Linked DNA regions of Arachis hypogaea: region 2 is linked to region 1. A link is a contact called in public Hi-C data. All regions are on one chromosome and are shown on one strand. Each heading gives the region's core, a stretch centred on a gene start, on an enhancer-like site or on the middle of the called end of the contact. The rest is flanking DNA. Distances are from core to core; before and after follow the strand shown.

Region 1 (6,187 bases), core at 1,485-3,984:
CTCTTTCTCTTTATTATGCCTCCACATTACCAATTACATACACACACCTCCGCATCACCTACACTATTAAACATACCTCCGCATCACTGCTTAATTACACATACCTCCGCATCACCAAGTAATCAATCACTCTTACCTCCACATCCCCACATAGGTATACTTTCAGTCTTAGCATTAAAATCTTTAATTTTTCATATACTCAAACTTTTTTAACGTTTAATTAAAGAAAAATTCAGTTTCTTAATAAAAGATCTCAAAACAAAATGCTTTTCCTCACAATTTAAAATCATAGCATAATTTATTCTTTTCTTAGCAAATCGAAAACAAATAATATAGTTTTTTAAACTCAACTTTCTTTTAGATAAAACTTTAAATAAGCCTCAGAGTTTTATAAAATTTCTGCAGCATTTTCTCTAAAATCTGGGCTTTGCCACCCTTTAAGGGTCCCTTCCAAACCATTTTCAATTCTCAAAAATCCTTTTTGATAATTCAAACAAATCAAATTCAATATTTTAAATCCATTTTCAATTCTCAAAGATTATTTTCAATAAGTCAAATTCTTAATATAAAAATTGTTTTTTCAATTATGAGTAAATATGTAAACCAAATCTTTTTCTAACATAGAGTCATTTTTCAAAATAAGTTTGTAAATCAGGTTTTCAAAATAAAATAACTTTTTTTTGTATATTTTTATGAGAACTTGGCAGAACCTCTCCTTAAAATAGACTTCACCACTCTCACAGCTCGCTTACTTCCATCATTCCTTAACTTATCTCAATCCAAACCAGTATTCAATTCATACATTATTTTACCAAAGCATACATATAATTTATTCACAGCTACAGTTTCGATAATTCTCAAACATTCAGAAAATCAAACACATATTAATCAAATTCAATTATTTTTACAATCACAAATCTAACACAAATTCGTCGTTCAACCAGTCCAGACAATCATAAATTATTTGCAATTACTCATTAAGTTTTTTAGCATTCATGAATTAAAAATTTATAATTTTAAAAATAAACCCCCTACCTCTTTATGAAATCAGAATCAACGAAAATTCTAGAGAAATTTTTTGATCGAGTTGTTAAAGAAAAAAACATTAAAAATTGCCTGTGTCTCCTAGAATTTTAATTGGCCGAACTCAAAAAAAAAAAGAGGAGCTACGTCACTGCAATTTCTATAAGACAAAAGTAATACCAACATGTAAAAAAAGAGAATATAAACACTTTTATCAAATTAAATTTTTTATTAGAGTTAATGGATCGCAAAAAATCAAAGTTTGAAGGTCACGGTTCCATGGAACCATTCTTTCCTCTCTCACGGGCTTTCTTTCTTGTTTGCTCTTGTTTGCTTATGGTTTCGGTGGTTCATGAGAAAAGATAAGATGTTGATGATGATGATTAATCAATATAGAAGGTTAGGTGTCATTTGGTTATATATATACAAAAGAAACATGCTTTAAGAATTATATATGTATATAAGCATGCAAGCTAAGTTATTTCATTCTTTCACTTGGTCCCTTGAGGCTTCGGCCAAAAAGAAAAGAAAAATAAATAATAATATAATATAGTAATAATAATAAAATAATATTAAATAATTATATAAAAATGATAATATAATAATGATAATATTGATAACAATGATAATATAATAATAGTAATAATAATAATAATGATAATAGTATGATAATGATAATGATAATAGTAATAATAAATATAATAACAATAAAAATCAATTAAATTTTTTTTGTCAAAATTTTTTTTGGTAAATAATTTAAGTTTAATAAATACGTCATAATTAAATTAAATTTTAATAATTATAAAATTTTATTTAATTTTTTTTATTAAAAATAATTTTTTAAAAATAAAATTTTAATATAATATAATAATTTATAAATAATTAATTATTTAATTTTTTAAAAATTCAAATTGTTATATTATTGAGTGTCTAATTATAAAATTATATTTTGTACAAGGACTTAATTATAAATTTTTAAAGTATATAAATTAATTTATAATTTTAGTGAAAATATAGGAATCAACTGTATAAATTAACCTTTAATATATAATAACCAATTATATTTATATAATATGTAATTTAAAAAATAATTAAAATATTACATCAATTAAATTATCATTTAATTTGTGAAATTAAGTATCAAACTTATACTTTAATGACATTATTTCTAATTTAAACTTTGAATTTTTCAAAACATAAAATCGAATTTAGCTGATTCGATTTATATAAATTTATTTTAGGACATGCATATAAGCTAATTTATTTAGGACATTGGTGTAATATTAGATGTTATTTAATTTGTTTATGTCATTTACCTTAAAAAATAATTATATTTTATGTACACAAAAAATTAGTTACTAAAATAAATATTTGAATAAAATATATATTAAAATACATTATTATATATATATATATATTAAAATAAATTAAATAATATATATATTTAAATTGAAATATAATACATATTGACTAATTTAGTGACTAATTTAAGTGTTTACATAATATTGTTAAATAAACAAATTATTTTTGTAACCAATTTTTTTTCTTTAGATGTTTCTTCTTTTTTTTTAAACTGATTTTTATTATACTAATAAACTATTAGAACAATTTAATCATATAATGTTATTAAAAAATTATTATTATTATTATTATTTTTGTCAAATTTTATAATGCGATATAAACTTCAAGAAAATAAAAGCCTTTTACGTAAAAACCATAGGTGAAAGTCTTGGGAGCCGCGTTTTTCAGCTGCAATATTACGACCCAATTGAACGATGGATGAAGCCACCACGTGGCGCGTCATGCCCAAGTAACAGAACGGAATCCATGTCTCTTACTCTCTTCTTTCTCTTTCGTCTGATGAGAGAGAGAGAGAGAGAGAGAGAGAGAGAGAGAGAGTGTGTGTGTCTCAAATATCAAAAAACGCGAAGAATCATATACAGGACAGAACAGAACAGAACAAGGTCACATTAAAGTTTAAACACACTAACACCGAACTCGCTTCATCCATTCCGTCATTTATTTTTCTTCATTATTCTTTTCCACTTTTCCTATTTTACCCTGCATCCACGCCGCACCGTAACATCTCCCCTGTAACGGCTCCACCATAAGGCACGTGCCGCGCGTGCTTGGAGCTTCGTCCCTCTCCTGCAAACCTAATCGACCATGGAAGGTGGCGCGTCGCCGAGTTGCCGTTGCTGAAACGGACCGATCCGAGTCGATTCGTAGGGTTCGGCGATTCCATTGAATGATGAGAGGGAGCTGGTTCTTGAAGCGGCGTCCGGAGCAGAGGTTCCGGTTGCTGGCGGCTTCCGCCGTCAAATCTGCCAGGATCAACCTCCTCCTCTGCTGTTGTATTGCTTTGGTGCTCATCGTACTCGCCACCACCATTTCCACCTTCGTCGTGTTCTCTGATTTCCCTCCTTCGCTTCCTCGCTCCCATGCTTCGGGGTTAGTTACTCTCTCTCTCTCTCTCAAATCGTCATTGTCATGTTTTTCTGCCATTGTTTCCTTATTATTTTCAGAGAAGGAAAATAATAATGACGAGTGTGATAGTTAAGTTGGAGGTAAAACATTGGGAAAGAAAAAGATTAAATAATAGTAGTATCTAGATGAGATTGGAATCTAATTCGAATCTTCCTTGTTTTGGCATGGAGGGAGATTAAATGGAATAGAATTAGTAGCTGATACCTGGCCTTGGAACTTGGAATTTAGTGAAGTTATAATTGACTGAAAATATTTAGTTTATTTATTTATTTATTTATTTTTTCTTTGTGCCTTTTCATTTCCATGTAGAGAAAGTTGGGGATAAGGAGAAAGGTTCTTTAGTGTTTAGACGGCTTGTTATCGGTATTTGGGGATTTTGGTCATTGATATTTATGAATAAGAGTTTCCGATGTTAGCATTTTTCATTAGATTGTATTCAGTGTCATTGGGGTTCAAGACTAGGTACCTTCAGAATTATTAGCTGTTTTGGCCTGTGAATTTTAATTCATCACTCCTTGATGGGCTTTCTAAGTAATAAGTAATAACAGTTCACACCCTTCTGGCTGAAGGATAGAGAAATAAACAAACTTTGTTTGGGGTTTAGGTGGTCTGTATTCTATATTATAAGCCTTATTCATGCCTTCAAGTTTAGTGCAACGGGACTGAACATCAATCTTTGAACTGAGAATGTTGATTGCACCTTCCAAATTGTAAATTTTAGCATTTTTATTAAATTGTCGAATCTGCTTATTTTCTGGTGTAGTACCCTGGTAAATAACTGGATAAAGACTATAAGAATTAAGAAATCAGGTCTTCCTCCTTCTCATTTCTTTTCGTCAGGAAAAAAGAGTGGCTAAAGGAAATCTTTTTTTGTTTGATTTAATCTCTCTAAGAATGTTGAGTGTATTTCACTTATAAAATCAGAAAACTCATTTCATTTTATGCTCCACAGAAAAGGATATTCTATTGTAATGAACACATGGAAGAGATATGATCTCCTAAAGCAGTCCATCGCACATTATTCATCCTGCCCTCGACTTGAATCGGTACATATAGTTTGGAGTGAACCGGATCCTCCTTCAGATGATCTTTTAAAATTTCTTCTTCATGCAATACAGTCCAAGTCTATAGATAGGCGACAAGTGAAATTGAAGATTGATATCAACAAGGAAGATAGTCTGAATAATAGATTTAAAGTAATTAAGGATTTGGAGACAGATGCTGTCTTTTCTATTGATGATGATGTCATATTTCCTTGCTCTTCAGTGGAATTTGCATTTGATGTTTGGCAAAGTGCTCCAGATACAATGGTTGGGTTTGTACCTCGGGCACATTGGTTGGATTCATCGGTATGCTTTTAGTTTTTTTATTTTTATCAACTGGTTTTTCACCATCCCTGGTATATCTTTTCATCTTCGTATTTTGTGCCTAAGATTTGAATTTCCAGTATCTGAAAAATTATATGATAAAATTACCTTGGAAAAAAAGCCAAGTCTTCCTGATTTGAATTTTTTAATCCATTGTTTCTTGTTCTGAATGATTTGATATAGATTGAGGAATTAAATATCTTGATGTGTTGATCCAACCTTCAAGAGAATGCCAATGCGGAGAGTAGATTAACTATTATGCGAACTTGCAAGGCTAAGTCCTTGGCATACCTCCATCTTCAATTCTAATATTTCAAGTTATTGATGTTCTTGCAGGAAAGTGGTGGCATTAAATTTAGATATGCGGGGTGGTGGTCTGTGTGGTGGACAGGTACATATAGCATGGTACTTTCAAAGGCAGCTTTCTTCCACAAAAAGTATTTCAGTGTCTACACGAATGAGATGCCAGCATCAATTAGAGAATATGTGACTCATAATAGGTTTTCCTCTTGACTATCTCTGATCACTCGCTGCTTTTCTATATATCAAAACTTTACCTTCCCAACTATGTAATTGCAGCTTGTTTTTTATTTGCTGAATTGTTCACTTGATATACCAGGAACTGTGAAGATATTGCAATGTCTTTCCTCGTTGCAAATGCCACTGATGCACCCCCAATATGGGTCCAAGGTAATTGGCGCTTCAGAAACAGATTGCATAACTTTAATTGAGTGCTTTTGTTTAGAATGGCATGGTCCCACCTCCCTCTTTATTTAGCTTTTTATCTAAATAAATTCCTATGTGCTTGCCTTGAATTGAAATGTGACACTTGTTGGATTGTGGTTGTAGCTAATTAAATGATCTATTGAATGTAATCTTTTTCGAAATAAATACAGAAATGCTAATGTATGCTTGTTCCTTATCAATTGCTAGAAATAACTAGTCATTTCATTCACACGCCCAGGGGTTTTGCTGCCTAGGTCTGCTGTTCATAACATATGTCAACTGTTTATACTTGTTTTCAGTAATCATTTGAACAATTTGATAATTTGCATTGTGTTTCACCATATATGCTTTTTAAATCATTAGTCCAGGACAGGGAAGGTCAAAATTATTATCGTATTGTTGTCAAGCAATTCCTAGTGCTCAAGTTATGTATACAGTCATAGATATCTGGTTTCAGAGGCTTGAATCACAATGTTAGTACAACAATATACATAAAATGATTCTGTTGTTACAGGTAAAATATTTGAGATTGGATCCACCGGGATAAGCAGCTTGGGAGGGCACAGTGTAAGAAGAACAGAATG
Region 2 (6,901 bases), core at 2,485-4,984, 510 kb before region 1:
GTATAACAGATTACATGACATTTCATAAGTGAAGGCTACACTATGGCCTTTGACAAAATAAATGAAACCTAACCAAAAGTACATTATAAAATTCTGATATTCGGGGTTAACTAGAAAATAACAACAACGGGCACCTTTTCAGGGGCAAAAATAAAGAGCTTGTTGATTCGAAAAACGTAAAAATCACAGAATTTGAGCAGCCGTGTTCAATTTTTCGGCCAAGCTAAGCTGTGTCCTTGTGATGCTAGATAAATATAACAAGAGCAAGTGATCCTGAAATGGGCAAAACATCATTATAAGCTCAATAGACTAGGAATGGGAAGCAGAGAAGGCATGCTCATAAACAAATAAATAACCCCAAAAAAATAATCAACCATATCTTTTATTTTACAATTGGTATATAAAACTATAAAACCCGCAATTGGAAATCAGTGGCCATAAAAAAGTAGGTCATAATCATACCTGCAAGCTGTCATTAATAAGCTTATCAAAAGCATCTGGGGGTAATTTGGGAAGGGAGCCTACAGCATCTGATATATATCGCCCAATTTTATTGTCCGGAGCAACACGCCCTTCCTGAGATGAAAAAAGGGTTAAAACAGTCTCATAAGAAAAGGTGAGTGATTAGAGAACCTGAGAGCAAATCCATCTTACCACAACATCATCAACATATCTGTACATGTCATCGATCAAGTCTAGTAGATGTTGCATTGACATTTCCATCCCTTCTAAATCAGAGGGAATTTTGTCAACGTTGGTTGACTTCAGAGTATCAACTGCCATTAACATGGAATAATCATGCAATTAGCTTCAACCAATCGATGTAACATTTAGCTGCATAAGCTTACACACTACTTAACTATAATGTTATCGCAAGAAAAAAAAGCAAATGATAAGCTGAAAAAGATATTCACAGGGCATTGTATAGCAGAAGTAAGAATCAGAATGACCTCACACAAATGTAAGAGAGCATTCTTCTATAGTAAAAAAATATAATACGGAACAGCTTATCTATATGTGAATCTCAAACAATTCTTTCAAAACAGGGTATGGAAACACTGTACATTTTGTGGAATCTCTTCATACATGAGTATTATGCAGATAGAAAACAGTATGTGGAATTTTTTTTTATTTTGGCAAAAAAAGCAATATATCTATTAAATAATTTCAAAATATTCATAGCCACTTAGTTTTCTTCAAAATACAACTTAGAGAAATAGCAGCCATTGATTATGTAACAAGGAAATTTGAAGCACTAACTGTCTACAGATGTATCCAGTATCCATGAAAGAAAACACACAAATCTTTGGAAATTAAAAATTCATCGAAGGAGAAAAAATGCATGAGCTTTACAACAGTCCATACTTACATCCAACTCGCTCAGCCTCAACCATACGAAGATCCAATGGAATTTCTTGAAACTGTGCAGCAATTTGGCGGTCTCCGAGAGATAAATTGTTTGAAACATATGCCTTTATGGTACCCTCTCCATTTGTGAATCCAGTATCAACAGTCAAATGTATGGGATTGGGTACTTCTCTAGAATAAAATTCATGGATCAATGCACTACCACCAGTAACTCCGAGACCAGTTGAATACCTGAATGGATCAACCAAACACATAAAAGGGCAGGGAAGAAAAACAGGAGAGAAACATTTAAACACAAACAAACATCATTGCAGTTTCTTTGCAATTAATTAGCGAAGATCCCTTTGGATAAATCATTTGCTTTAAATTCACTAAGATGTGATAGCACCATATTCATCAAATAGACGTTTCCAGGAAACACATTTTTCAGATAACTTCTTGCATAACACTGTACAAAAATTGACAAAACACTGGGCCCTGCAAAAACCAAAAGACAAGAAACTTTTTTCACCTAGGCCCTAAGAGTTTCAGAGCATTATTGGTCAACACCTCAACAATAAGACTATTGCATAGCACTTCAGCAACAAGTTTAAGACAATCCATATTAAAGTAAATTTTCTTACCATCCAACTATGACTTCCTTTGGATTCACTTTTTGGTGGGATATTAACATGTTGTGGTGATACTCAATATCCAGGGCAACCTGAAAGGAAAAGAAAAAAAATTATAATATCTATTTGAGAGTAAATGTTTAAATAGTCACCAGAAGAGGAAATTAAAAGGTCAAAAGTAGATTTCTTGTTTACAACTATTTCCCCTGATTCCATATGATAATGGCAACTATCCGTGCACCAAATATCTGTGCTCCCACATTTTCTTGAAAACCAAATTTATGAACACTTTTGTTTATTTGGTAAAAGAAATTAAAACTCATACTTTTGAGATGTGGAGGCCCAATGGAGCAGATGTGAGCACTGAAAACAATCACATCTGTAACGATGGACTCAATTAATTTTCCAGACTTGTAACGGTATCATCAATAATGCATTGAAGAGGATACCTGACTAATGTCTGGAGAACAAATTTATAATCATGCACTTCAAGCTTCCTTTCTAAATTCTATATAATTCAGTCATACTAATAGCTTTGGGAAAAAATTATTAGCCCTATCAACAAGAAGTGAAAAGAACTGCCTTCAAAAGGAAAAAAACAGAAGTAAAGAATGCCATCATCACCTAATAGAACCTAGTCGGAGGGAAAACTCAGGAAATGCAATTATAGGATACAATAGAAGTAAACTAAAAAATACATCCAATAACAAGATTAGCCGAAACTCTTATCTACTGATGTTTGTTACCGTAACTTCCTCAGTTTCAGTAAAAAAAATCCACCATATTAGCCTAAAAGCCTACCCATAAGATAAAAGAAGATTCGGGCCGCACACAAGGCTTAAACCGGTCAGGTTGACACTCATACCACATGAAACCTCTCTCACCAGTGTTGGTTGTTCAAAAAAAATGTATCAACATCATCATAATCATAACGAACTATAAGTTTAATATTTCACCAATATGAAGCCACATCGAGTGCGAGGCACATACATACACTGCTACAGGCTACGATCTATAATTATGAAGAAACAATTGATAACGAGAATGAAGTGATAAACCACACAACAAATACCCAGTAACATTACCTACCATATTGTTTAGCACAAGCATGAAATACTATGGAGCAACTTATACTCTATTTCAAAAAAATCAAACCATATACTGAAATAATAAATCGAATAAACATGAAAAAAAACTGAATATAAACCTATAAATAAAAATCCAATCGCTTGATTCATATCCAGATTTAGAACTACTGATCTCCAATCACATGTGCAGCTAACAAATTTCCATTCACAACAGTTCCCGAAATAAAAAAATAAATAAAGTGGTGATTTGGATGGGTGAAGGGACCTGATCGACGGACTCATTATGAGGAACGGCGTAGGAGTTGCGAATATCGACGGTGCCATCGGGGAGGACGGAGCCGAGTAGGGTTCCAATGACGCGCTCAGCTTGGTCGGGGCGCCGAACGTAGCAATCGCAGATGTTGAACACAACCAGAGGGTGCACCCTCGCAGACAAGCTCGTCGAAGAAGAGGACGAAGAAGAAAACTGCAATACTGTGCGATCGCTCGCCGCCATGTTCGTAGCTCCAATTTGATTGATTCGCTACTCGATACTCACTGCTCAGCTGCAACAAACGAGTTACGACGGTGACAAACACACATTGCTATTTGTTAGGGTTTTAGGAATGGGCTTGGATTGGGCCTTCGGCTAATTTATAAGACGGTGTTCTTTTTTCAAAAAAATAATAAATGTAAAATATGATTATTTTTCCTAAAATAATAACGCATAATTAAGTGTCCGTAACTCCGTATAAAACAGTGTTTAGTTACTTAGGGATAATTTTATCAACTTAAACCATTTTAGATAATATTTATAAAAAACTATTTATTATTTTTCGTATCTTATCTTATCTTGTAATTTTAGATGTAAATAGTTTGTCTACTATAGTACTATGTCCTTTTTCATAAGCTTGGTATTGTTTCCTTTTTATTTAAGAAATACTACTGAATCATATCTTTTATCTTTTACATCTTATATAATTTTTAAAAAATAAAATAGTTGTCTTTTTCTTGTTATTGTTTTCTGGAAAACTATATATATATATCGAATGTGTAAGAACTTTATAATTGAAATAATGATAAATTCAATTCAAATAAGAAGGTCACATAAAAAAAAGTAGTAACTTATAAATTTATTAATATGTGAGAAGTTTTTAAATTGTTCAAATTAACAATGAAATTGGAACTTGTTGGGTATAAAGTCAATAAAAAAGAATATTACCATTAAAATTTGTAGATAAGAAATAAATAGAATAGACCAAATAATTTAGATAATAATAAAAATAATATGATTAAATAATATTTACAATTCTTAAACTATAAAAAGTTTTATAATATTTTTGTATATATAAGAAAATTTACACTTATATAAAAAATTATACATCAAAAATCGTTAGATTTTTTTCATTCGCTCATTTTTACGCAAAATTTTTTATATACTAAAAATAATAAGTAGTTTTTATACACCTTTTTCATAAGTCAGTCACTATAAAATCTAATTCAGAAATATGTACATAAGGAACAAGGTTGCAAAGCTTACCAAAAGGAGTCCGCTCATCATACCAAACTGATTTGTAGACATCCCCAATATTCCAATGAAACCCTTCCTTGAGATGCTCATAGGCACTAATAATGTTCTTCCAGGTAGCCGATGAAGAATTTCTACTGTTTTCGTTCATACCAGATTGATTCTTGAGATATTTATGCTTCAAAACCTGCACCCACAACTTCTCACTATTATTTAGACAATCTCATACCAACTTTCCCAGAAACGCCATGTTAGCACAGGTAGTATCCCTAATACCCAATCCTCCGTATCTTATTGGGCTGCCTCTGGTCAGGTGGGAGGTCGCCATAACTCCTAAAATGGAAGGAGGATTGGGTATTGGGGATACTACCTGTGCTAACATGGCGCTTCTGAAAAAGTTGGTATGGGATTGTCTAAATAATAGTGAGAAGTTGTGGGTGCAGGTTCTGAAGCATAAATATCTCAGGAATCAATCTGGTATGAACGAAAACAGTAGAAATTCTTCATCGGCTACCTGGAAGAACATTGTTAGTGCCTATGAGCATCTTAAGGAAGGGCTTCATTGGAATATTAGGGATGTCCACAAATCAATTTGGTATGATGAGTAGACTCCTTTTGGTAAGCTTTGCAACCTTGTTCCTTATACATATTTCTGAATCAGATTTCATAGTGGCTGACTTGTGGAAAGGGGTGTCTTGGAAGGTTGATAGTCTTACCACGCCTATTCCGCATGAGATTAAGCAGTTTATTTGTGGTCTGAGATATCCTAGTTCGACTGAGTTGGAGCCATAGTGGGAGTGGTAGCCTGCAGCAACAAAAAAGTATAGTGCAAGGGAGGGTTATAGATGGTTATTAGAGAAAACATTAAATTGGAATGCCAATAGTAACTAGAACTGGTTGTGGAATACAAACATTCCGGAGAAGTTCAAATTTACTATGTGGCTTGGCTTACATGATGCTCTACCAACTGAGACCTTTCGATTCAAGCGGCATTTAGCTTCTTCAGATATGTGTAAAAGATGTAACAAGGTGCAGGAGACTATAGAGCATTGCCTTAGAGACTGTGAACGATCAAAGGCAATTTGGCATATGTTGGATCCTAGTATCCTGGACTCGACAGCTGGTACTGCTCTTGAAGAGTGGTTTCAGAAGGCCTTGACTAACAATGGGGCGTCTTTTGGTGCAAGACTTTGGTGGGTATGGAGACACAGGTACAATGACATATTCAATACTGACAACCATTGGACAGACCACAAGGTTGTTGCCATGGCCAAAATTACCACAAAGAACTTACATGTTTACAGGAATCGAAACAATGCCTTTAGGTCTCTCTGAAATCGCCTGTGTTGGGAACCACCAGTAGGCAACATTTTTAAAGTTAATTGTGATGCAAGCTTGTATCAAGATTCAAATTTAGCGGGATTTGGGTGTATTATTAGAGATTCTAAGGGAGATTGAATCTCGGACTGCTCTGGAAGCATTCCCCCTGGTCTATCATCAGATGTGAATTATTTGCTGCTTGGAGGGGGCTGGTTTTAGCTTGGGATTGCGGTTTAAGGGATATTATATGTGAAACGAATTGTCTTGACATTCTGCACATCATGCATGAGCTTACAGGTGAGTATTCATTTGAAGTAACAGATTTGGTTCACAAGATTCAGGAGCTTTTATCTCATCTTTGGCTTGTTCACGTTGAGTGGGTGTCCCGAGAAGCAAATAAAGCTGCGAATTGGATGGCTAGATATGGTGTCAAGAGTAACTCTAATCCTGTTATTTGGTTTGAGCCTTGTGCTGATCTCTGGCAAATCATTCGCTCGGATTTAGGATAGTGTTTGTTTTGTTTCTTTCCATGTTTAGTCACCAAAAAAATACCTTAATCACTTATATAGAGTTTGTTAATGGTGGTAATAAGAGAAACAAACAAAATATTTTCAACTTATTTAACTTTATTAAGTTGCATAATATAATGATAAATATCAATTTGAGCTTTATCATCTTATTCAACTTTATCAAATTACATGATAAATTGATAAATATCATATTGAGTATATTATAGTATAACTTGTTTACGACGTATAATTTACTAACAAATTATTTATTGACTAAGTTAAAGATGGTAGCTAATTAGCTTATCCAATTTGGCTAAGTAAAATATTGCAATTAGCTAAAATTTTCAATTTGACTAAGATTTCAAGTCCTTATTTAGTAGAGTTTATATTACAACTCAAAAGATGATGTGAAATTCTTTTTATAATAAGTGGGCCATTGATGCGTGAGCATTTTTTCTTTATTTTTTTATTATTTTAAATATGAATTTATTAAGTTTT

The links. Hi-C and Micro-C count contacts between places; a contact is called where the count stands out from the background.
Region 2: a Hi-C map of leaf shows a contact between it and region 1, with 2.6 times the contacts expected there. The contact joins the promoter of LOC112715419 here to the promoter of LOC112715417 in region 1. A contact is called at or near these places in 2 of 8 Hi-C or Micro-C datasets (both in leaf).

What each region holds. Positions count from the first base shown.
Region 1 is chr10:25,612,490-25,618,676 of arahy.Tifrunner.gnm2.J5K5, reverse strand. It overlaps LOC112715417 (glycosylinositol phosphorylceramide mannosyl transferase 1), which reads left to right and starts at 2,734. Exons shown (of 5, transcript XM_025767185.3): 1 at 2,734-3,474; 2 at 4,463-4,859; 3 at 5,214-5,377; 4 at 5,497-5,567; 5 at 6,118-6,187. The coding sequence starts at 3,272.
Region 2 is chr10:26,122,215-26,129,115 of arahy.Tifrunner.gnm2.J5K5, reverse strand. It overlaps LOC112715419 (eukaryotic translation initiation factor 3 subunit F), which reads right to left and starts at 3,734. Exons shown (of 6, transcript XM_025767187.2): 1 at 3,333-3,734; 2 at 1,992-2,071; 3 at 1,370-1,599; 4 at 655-776; 5 at 463-576; 6 at 1-273. The coding sequence starts at 3,563. The coding sequence ends at 184.